Linked DNA regions of Mus musculus: all the other regions are linked to region 1. A link is a contact called in public HiChIP or PLAC-seq and Micro-C data. All regions are on one chromosome and are shown on one strand. The core of a region is the stretch at or near the end of the contact, and the rest is flanking DNA. Distances in the headings are between cores, read along the strand shown.

Region 1 (2,926 bases), core at 325-2,824:
CATAACAAATGGTTGTGAGCCACCATGTGGTTGCTGAGAATTGAACTCAGGACCTCTGGAAGAACAGCCAGTGCTCTTAACTGATGAGCCATCTCTCCAGCTCCTGTTCCTATTTGTTAATGGGGGTCACACACCTGATTTGGGAAGAAGGAAGAAGCTGGGACTCAAACCCAGCCTCTGGCCAGCCTTGAAGCTGGGGTAGAAACAGGCTGGGATCTAGCGTCAAGAACTTACCCCAGCACCAGGGACTTTTAACCAACACCTGTGCTGGGATGCAGACCCCAGGCATGGCTAGAGGGCTCTGCTAGAGATGAGCCTCATCTGGGCACCCTCAAGCCTTTGTTCAGTCAGTGGGAACCCCAGGCTGATTTTTGCACAGCCTTTCCTGTTACCAAGGAGGTCTTTCAGCGCTGCCCCTCATCAGCCATGCACATGCAAACAGGTGGAGAACGCCAGAGGTAGCGCCAAAGATGGGCATCTCATCAAGACCTCCCTACCGCCCCCAGCCCCCCCCCCCCCCCACCACCACCCGACTGGACCAGTTTCTCTCCCATGGCCTGCATGGAGGTTCTTGCTCTTCCTGCACAGAACTCATAGTCTGGTCCCCTCACCCCACCTCCTGTCCCCAGGCTTAGGTTCCCTCGGAATGGACCCAGGAAAAAGCCCGGTGTGGCATATGATTATAATCCCAGCACTCTAGAGGCTGAAGCAGGAGGATCATTGAGTTAAAGGCCAGCCTTATCAGAATAAAACTAGGAAACCCGGATAAACCCTCCGATTACATCATTTGGAGGGACATCCTTACTGGCTGCTTTGGCACCTCCTACCTAGTGCTTAGGAAAGCTTCCCAGCCACTGTGGAGCCCGGCCTTTGTGCCTCTTTCCCAGGAGCAGCGCCCAGGATCCTTGTTCAGTCCTTTATTCTCATCTAAGCTGGGAGAATCTAGATTCCTCCGGATGCTGCAGAGGACTGGTTCCTACCGGCGGCCGCGGCCAACGCAGTCAACCCTAGCTGTGAGAGCTATGAATCCTGCGCTCGCGATAGGATAGCGCATAGTAGGACAGAGGGTGGAGTGCGGCTGGAAAGCGCCCCCTGGTGACCTTGGCTGCGCCGCGATGGAGTGGCCTGAGGGCTGGCTTAGCAAAGGACTTACACTCAAAAGGACTGGGAGGCAGAACATCATTTTTGGAAAAAACAACTGTCGTCAGAGCCAGGAGGAACGTTATCCCTCAGGCCTTGGCTCGGCAGCTTGCTCCTCTGGGAAGCCCTCTTTGACTCCCCTAGTTCGGATCTGGCTATTCTGCTGGACGCCTATAAAACAGCGTTGTCAGCGCGAGCCTGCCAAATCAGGACGGGACTCTTCTCTGCCTGCGCCCCACCCCCACTTCTTGCCTGCATCTACCATTCCATCTTATGATCTTTGTTATCCACTCATCCCACCCTACCCTCTGCTTTCACCCCATCCTGTCTGTGTGTCCATTCCACTCCAGACTTTCTGCCAGCTCCCCGCAATCCAACTGCCTATGGTTTTACAGCACCCCACCCTGCTCCCAGCTCTCTGCCTGCTTCCCCCACACTCTGACTGGGATCCTATCTCACCCTCCCTGACTGTTTCCTTAGCCCCATCCCACTCTAACTCCCCCACCCCCGACCCTTGACTCTGCGGAGTATCACTACCGCCTCACAGATTTTATTTTGTCCAGCGGCTTTATTAAGATATAATCTACTTGGGGGGTGGGGTGGAGAGATAGCTAGCGGTTAAGAGCACTGGTTGCTCTTTGAGAGATCCATTCAAAACCTACCACCCACGTGGCGGCTGTAACTCCATCCAGTTCTAGGCCATTCATTGCCCTCTTCTGGTCTCTGCAGGCACTGCACATACCTAGTGCACAGACATAACATCTAGCTTAGTTCAGTTCCCTGCAACCACATGTTGGCTCACAACTATCTGTAATGGGATCCGTTGCCTCTTCTGTTGTGCCTGAAGATAGCAACAGTGTACTCACGTATATTAAATAAATCTAAAGCAAGATGTAATCTATTTATAAAGTTCACATTTTAAATGATCTCATAATCGATGGCGATTTTACAGTTGAGCGTCCATCATTGTGAATTCTACTTTAGAACATTAAGGTCATTCCAAAATGACCTGTTCACCCATGCGTAGTCACTCCTTATTCCTATCCCACCCCAGGCAATCACTGATGCCTGTTAAGTCTCCATCCCTCCTCTATGCACAACTCTCCGCACCACCCCAAGTTGGGAAAATATTTCTTTTGCATGCTAAGGTTTTTGCAGTGACACAGAACCTACCCTGAGGGAACTCAGAAGTCCCATTGGGGACATGGCTAGCTAGTAAAAGATGCTTGCTGCACAAGTCCAACACCCTGAGTCCCAGATAAACTCCCGAGGACTGTCCTCGGACGTGGAAACTTAAGGGTTCTTTGGAAAGGCAGCTGTGTTGGCTGGTGTTTTGCTGGGGCCCGTGGGTGAAGGAACATTTTGTTAAAGTGGACACAGGTGTGAAAGGCTAAGGTGAACTCGTGAAGGGACGTTTCACTGACACAGACACAGGAAAGAGGATGTTCTGCTAAAGCAAGCACGTAAAAGGACACGTGATGAGCGAGTCTTTGCTAACAACACACATGCATTGGTTCACCTTACGTTGCAGAGTCGAGCTGCATTTGTTGGGATGCCATAGAGAGAAACACATCAAAAAACTTCTGGTGGTGTGCTGCAGTTTCTTGCTGCTTCCCAGGACTTGGGCTGATTGGCAGAGTGATGTCAGCTGAGACAGATGCGCATGCTGAGGCATGACACATGTAGAACACATGATGTTTGGAGGGCATAAATAGGACTAGGCAGACAGTGATGGGGACAGAGCTTGGCTCGCTGGTACAGCTAGCTGTGTAACGTTTGTGGGTCT
Region 2 (2,936 bases), core at 47-2,546, 290 kb after region 1:
GTCTTCAGACACTCCAGAAGAGGGCATCAGATTTTTGTTATGGATGGTTGTGAGCCACCATGTGGTTGCTGGGATTTGAACTCAGGACCTTTGGAAGAGCAGTCGGTGCTCTTAACCGCTGAGCCATCTCACTGCCCCCGGCAGGTGAATTTCTAAGTTTGAGGCCAGCCTGGTCTACATGAGTTCCAGGACAGCCAGGGCTACACAGAGAAACCCTGTCTTGAAAAAACAAAAAAACAAAAACAAAAAAAAAAAAAGAAAAAAAATTAAATGTAAAAAGGTAGGCAGGGTGGCACACACTATAAGTCCAACATTCAGAAAGCAGAGGCAGGGGGATTATTCAGACTTCAAGGTTGGCTTAGTTTATATAGAGAGTTTCAGGCTAGCTAGGGGTACAGCAAACCAAAAAAGAGAAACAGAAAGTTAAACCAGTTTCTAGAGAGCTGAGATGACAGTGCCCTGAGATGAGAGACTGGTGCGCCTACCTTCTGACACTCTGAAGGGGAGTCTTTAGTTGAAATATAAAGTAGGTGTGGTAGATTATGATGTTAATTCTAATAATGGGGGTGGGGGCGCTGAGCCAGGAGAATTACAAGGTCCAAACCAGCTCAGGCTACACAGTGAGACCCTGTCTTGAACACAAAAAAGAAGTATAATTTAGGGTTGGCTCCATGGCTCTGTGAGTAAAAGCTTTTGCTGCCATGCCATTTTTTAAAAATTTTTTTACATGTTTTATGTGTAAAGTGTGAATATTTTATCTGCATTAATGTCTGCATCACGGGAATGCTTTGTGCCAGCAGAGACCACAGAGGGTATCTGATCCCTTGGGATAGGACTTACAGGTGGTTGTGAGCTACCATGTGGGTGCTGGGAATTGAACCCAGATCCTCTGCAAGTTCTCTGTAACCACTGAGCCATCTCCCCAGCCCCAAGACAAATATTTTAGAGTATAATTTAATTCTGCGCCATGCCAAACCAGTATGGCCCTTGATTACTGGTTAAAAGCTGAGTGCCCAAAACAAAAAGTCAAAAAGGGCAGGCATCCACAGCTCCAAAGGCAGCCTATGGGACTCGAATCCACCCACCCCATGGGTTCCACATTTTAGCCATTCAAGCAGGGTGTGGCATACCTCAGAGAGCCTGGGAAGTCATCACTATTGTCAAATCCCGAGCACATCTTGTGGTTTAGTCACATCAGATGACTAATGTCCTCAGTGACTCAGTCTGGTGATGGGGCAGCTGTGCACATGAAAGCCAGTCACACCAGTGAGCAATGAGAAACTGGGCTGCAGCTGGGCAGTGGTGCATGCGCATAAGCAGCCCTTGAGGGGCTGAAGCAGGAAGTTTGTGAGTTGAGACCAGCCTGGGCTACATAGTGAGACTTTCTCTCAGAATTGAGGACGGAAACAGAGGTAAACTGTCCTGACCATAGCTAGGTGTCTCTCATCCCCAGCTCAGAATATCCATCCCTAAGGGAGCTGACCCCCTGTCTCCTTACCAGCTCTGGCCCACAGGGAGGAGGAAAGCCTGGTTGTTCCCACCAAGCGGCGGCGGGTCACGGCTGAGATGGAGGGAAAGTACATCATCCACATGCCCAAGGGGACCACGCCCCGCACCCGGAAGATCCTGGAGCAGCAGCAGGCAGCAAAAGGTACAGGCTGTGTGGGCTCAGGGGGAGAGCGCTCACCTCTGCTCTGCCATCATACGCTGGGCTCATGGGTTATACGCTGGGCTCATGTCCTTCTTTGTCCTTGGAGGGCAGGGGCAAAAGGGCAGTCATGGCTGCCCTTAAAAGTAAGTGACCGTACCTGGCCAAGGGCAGGACCACAGTGCATACCGGCACTGCGAGCCAAAGCCAAGCTCAAGCTCGATGAGGCCTGTGGAGGTAGCGGTTTTATGGTGGTAATATTTCAGAACATTCTGCTGGTTCTGCTACAACTTCCCGATAGTGCACATCCTTTCCTGGGCGCCATACCCATGCTGTTGTCTGTGGACCCTGGTGGGTCACTGGGAATATGTCCTTAGAGAATCTTAGGGTTTTACTGCTGTGAACAGACATCATGACTCAGGCAACTCTTACAAGGACAACATTTAATTGGAGCTGGCTTACAGGTTCAGAGGTTCAGTCCGTTGTCATCGAGGTGGAAACATGGCAGCATGCAGGCAGGCATGGTGCAGGAGGAGCTGAGAGTTTGCTCCTCCTGAAGGCTGCGAGGAGAGACTGGCTACCAGGCAGCTAGGATGAGGGCCTTAAAGCCCATACCCACAGTGACACACCTACTCCAACAGGGCACACCTCCTGATAGTGCCACTCCCCGAGGCAAACAGATGTACACCATCACATAGAGGCTCCTTTTTCCTCCTTTCAATATTTATTTATGAGTAATCTGTTAGTTTTTTTTCGAGACAGGGTTTCTCTGTGTAGCCCTGGCTGCCCTGGAGCTCACTCTGTAGACCAGGCTGGCCTCGGACTACGAGATCCTGCTGCCTTTGTCACCTGAGTATTAGGATTAAAGGCACCATCGCCTGGCCAGTTGTTTTGAGGTGCTGGCAGTATGACCTTGAGCATACTAGGGTGGTACTCGACCACCCACCTATAGTTGACCACCCACCTATAGCCTCAGTCCCTTTTTTTTTTTTTTGGCACAATGAGCATTATCTTTTAGGTATCACTATAAGATTTCCTCCAGTCATGTCTTTTTCTTTCATTTTTAGTCTTTTATTTTTTAATACATCCTTTAAAAGTTACTTTTTTTTCTTTTTTTTTTTTTATTACGTATCTTCCTCAATTACATTTCCAATGCTAACCCAAAAGTCCCCCATGCCCTCCCCCCAAAAGTGACTTTTTATAGGTATACATATGTGAGTTCATGTGTGTAACGTGCAGCAGTCTCGAAAGCTAGGGGAGGATGTTGGGAACCTGGAACTGGAGTTGT
Region 3 (3,009 bases), core at 354-2,853, 370 kb after region 1:
TAACCACTGAGCCATCTCTCCAGCTCCCCCCACCCTTTTGTTGTTGTGGTTTTGTTTGTTTCTTTTTTGCCTGCATATGAGTATCTTGAAAAGAAATTCTAAGAGGATTTAAAATTTACACTCTTTGTTTGTGTGCATGTGCATGCTTGTGTGTGTGTGTGTGTGTGTGCATGTGTGTGTGCATGTGTGCGTGCGTGTGCATGTGTGTGCATGTGAGTGTGCATGTGAGTGTGCATGTGTGTGTGCGCGTGTGTGTGCATGTGTGTGTGCGTGCGTGTGTGTATGTGTGTGTGCGCGTGTGCGCGCGCGTGTGTGTGTATGTGCGTGAGTTTGTGTGTGTGTGTGCAGGTATATGTAGGAAGGGGTCAGATAACCACTTTGAGAGGCTGGTTCCACAGATGGAACTCACGTGGTGGCTACTGCTATGTTGCTGGCCCATAATGAACGAATTTCTTTCCTTTTCCCCCTCTTTTTTGAGTCAGGTGTAGCTCTGGCTGGCCCGGAAACCATAGAGTTCTGCTGCTTCTGCCTCCTAAGTGCAGGGATTGCAGGGGAGTGCCACCACAGCGCAGCCGCAGCCGCATTTTCTTGGTTGTCCTTATTGTACTGGTGGTCCTGGGCTGTCAGTGGGGACCCTTGTCACCTCCCCACTGGCTTTTCTGGAAATGGAAGGCAAGGGACAGAATGGCTAGGTTGCAGAGTTGCCTTTCCTCCAGGAAGTCCCCAGTCACACTTCAACCTAGAGCAAATGCCTCCTCTGACTTCTCCATGCTAGCCATGGCTCTCCTCCTGCGCTTCCCAGGATCAGCCACTTTGGGCTGTTACAGGTCTGTCTCTCCACTAGGCTGTGAACCTAGGAGATGTGGCTCTATCTAAATAATTCTTTCTCTCTCCTTTTCCCTCCCTTCTCCTTAATCTCCCACACCTACCTTTTCTTTGTAGTTCATGGCTGATCTGGAATTTCCTCGTTAGCACCAGATTAGCTTCAAACTTCTTTCCACTCTCCTGCCTCAGATGTCCGAGTGTGACTACAGGCAGGTGCTACCCCACTTGACTTCTGTTGTTGTTGTTTGTTTTTACATTGGCCCATCAACCCCCTCCCCCTGAACAGAAATTGAGCAATGGCTATTTGTTTATTACATAAAGAATCGATTCCAACGTATGTACTATTGTCCCGCACTATAGTACAATAGGTAATTTGAGGGGATTGTCCAAATCATAGAGTAATGAGAAACCAGTGTCTGAAGCCGGGCAGCTTGACTCCCAATCCTGTATTCTTATCCAACATGCCAAATGACTAGTGGGCTGAAAACCAGCTTTCCACAAAACTGATGTCTGCCCGCTCAGCCTTTTTCTTCTAGAAATCTCCGGGAGAACATGCAGTCGGGTGGGAGGGTAAGGACTGTGGGGACAAGGGAGAGGCGCCAGAACAACTAGACCCAGGCTGGTTTGAGGGTGAGCGAGGGGGAGTTTGGAGGGGTTTTTCTAGACCCATAGGGGGCAGCCGGAGACGGCAGCCAGAGATGTGGGGGCGGAGAAAGGGTGGGGACCGGCCCCGCGGGGGGCGATGCGGTAGCTGCAGCGGCGGCCGCAGGAGTTTCCCACAATGCAGCGCGGCGCGCTGTCCCCGGTGCTGATGCTCAGCGCTGCCCCGGAGCCTCCACCGCGCCCGCCTCCCGCCCTTTCCCCGCCGGGCCCCGGCTCAGCGCCTCGCCATGGCTCTGCTCGGTCGGGTCCTGCCCCAGAGCCGTCTGGGGGCCTGGCTGCGGCGCTCGACAGCAGCCTGCGGGCTGCCGTGGCGTTCAAGGCGGAGGGTCAGCGTTGCTACCGAGAGAAGAAGTTCCGAGAAGCCATTGGCAAGTACCACCGGGCACTGCTGCAGCTGAAGGCGGCTCAAGGGGCCCGCCCTGGCGGTCTGCCCACCCCCTCCCCGGGACCCACCACCAGCCCGGGGCCCGCCCGCCTCAGCGAGGAGCAGCGGCGCCTGGTGGAGAACACAGAGGTTGAATGTTACGACTCCCTCACTGGTACGGGGCCGTCGGGGGGCGCAGAGGACTCGGGTGAAACGGGTGGGTAGTGAGGGGGTAATCAGGAGGCTATAGAGCCTGTGGTGGCTGGAAGCTGAAGGAGTCAGGGCTGTGGTCTGGCGGGGAAGACTACAAAACTTGCTGAGGAAGAGAGTTGGGAGTAGATGAATAGGGCTTCTTGGATGGAGTAAGCAGGGGCTTGAATAATGAAACGGGCTCTGGACTTGGTCTTCTAAGCCCCACTTCCCTGACTCATTCTTTCCCCCGGTCTGCCACGCATGAGCCAAGGTTAGAAAGGCTTACCCTGCACCGGCTATTTCGTTCTTGGACCCTCCCTCTATAATTACTTGGGAAAACCTCCAGCTAATTGCTTCAGACTTGTCTGTCCTGCGCCCTCTAGCGGCGGCGCAGATAGCTCTTATACTAACAGGTTAGCTGATTAGTGTCTCCTGGTGGCCAGAGCAATCCCATATGCCCAGGGGAAGAGGTCAGGTTATTTGAGGTCATGTGAATCCTAGGGGATGCAGGCTGTGTCTGAGACTACAGGGTCTCTGCATCCCACAGCTTGCCTCCTGCAGTCGGAGCTGGTGAACTATGAGCGGGTGCGTGAGTACTGTCTCAAGGTGCTGGAGAAACAGCAGGGCAACTTCAAGGCCACCTATCGTGCCGGCATTGCCTTCTACCACTTGGGTGATTATGCACGTGCGCTGCGCTACCTACAGGAGGCCCGCAGCCGAGAGCCCACAGGTGAGTGGCAGGGCTGGGCTGGGCAGGGGGTTAGAACAGAGGAAACCTAGGCGGGAGGACCAGGGCAGAGCCAAGCCACCCCAGGGAAGTGCTGTTACCAGCTCCAGACAAGCTCTCTCTAGCTACCTAAGATTCCTCATACACTCATCCAGCACCCATCCACCGTCCCCAAAGGTATACTCACCTTGTTCCTCTGGCATTTCCCCAACCAACTCTCTTCATTGGGAATTGAACC

What was found. Hi-C and Micro-C count contacts between places; a contact is called where the count stands out from the background. HiChIP or PLAC-seq counts read pairs in DNA pulled down with a chosen protein or histone mark.
Region 2: a contact with region 1 is called in an H3K27ac HiChIP or PLAC-seq map of embryonic stem cells, with 5 read pairs. The contact joins two enhancer-like sites. A contact is called at or near these places in 1 of 484 Hi-C or Micro-C datasets (embryonic stem cells), 2 of 115 datasets of contacts at active chromatin or transcription factors (embryonic stem cells and large pre-B cells) and 1 of 9 other capture datasets (adipose tissue).
Region 3: a contact with region 1 is called in a Micro-C map of embryonic stem cells, with 2.1 times the contacts expected there. The contact joins the promoter of Ttc9b here to the enhancer-like site in region 1. A contact is called at or near these places in 3 of 39 promoter capture datasets (embryonic stem cells, pre-B cells and stem cell-derived epiblast-like cells), 3 of 484 Hi-C or Micro-C datasets (all in embryonic stem cells) and 2 of 115 datasets of contacts at active chromatin or transcription factors (both in embryonic stem cells).

What each region holds. Positions count from the first base shown.
Region 1 is chr7:27,284,072-27,286,997 of GRCm38.p6, forward strand. No RefSeq gene overlaps it. Among named protein-coding and RNA genes, the nearest start is that of Numbl, 27 kb to the left of the region's middle. Within about 2 kb of position 1,575, at least 50 of the 459 cell types and tissues checked have an H3K27ac peak or open chromatin away from gene starts, as enhancers often do. A contact at or near this core is called in embryonic stem cells and stem cell-derived epiblast-like cells, where this site is marked.
Region 2 is chr7:27,573,090-27,576,025 of GRCm38.p6, forward strand. 2310022A10Rik (RIKEN cDNA 2310022A10 gene) reads left to right here. Exons shown (of 10, transcript NM_175107.5): 8 at 1,502-1,651. Among named protein-coding and RNA genes, the nearest start is that of Akt2, 17 kb to the right of the region's middle. Within about 2 kb of position 1,297, at least 88 of the 459 cell types and tissues checked have an H3K27ac peak or open chromatin away from gene starts, as enhancers often do. A contact at or near this core is called in embryonic stem cells, where this site is marked.
Region 3 is chr7:27,652,321-27,655,329 of GRCm38.p6, forward strand. Ttc9b (tetratricopeptide repeat domain 9B) reads left to right here and starts at 1,604. Exons shown (of 3, transcript NM_028417.1): 1 at 1,604-2,027; 2 at 2,592-2,774. The coding sequence starts at 1,607. It overlaps Gm38973 (a long non-coding RNA gene), which reads right to left and starts at 1,912. Exons shown (of 3, transcript XR_881908.3): 1 at 930-1,912.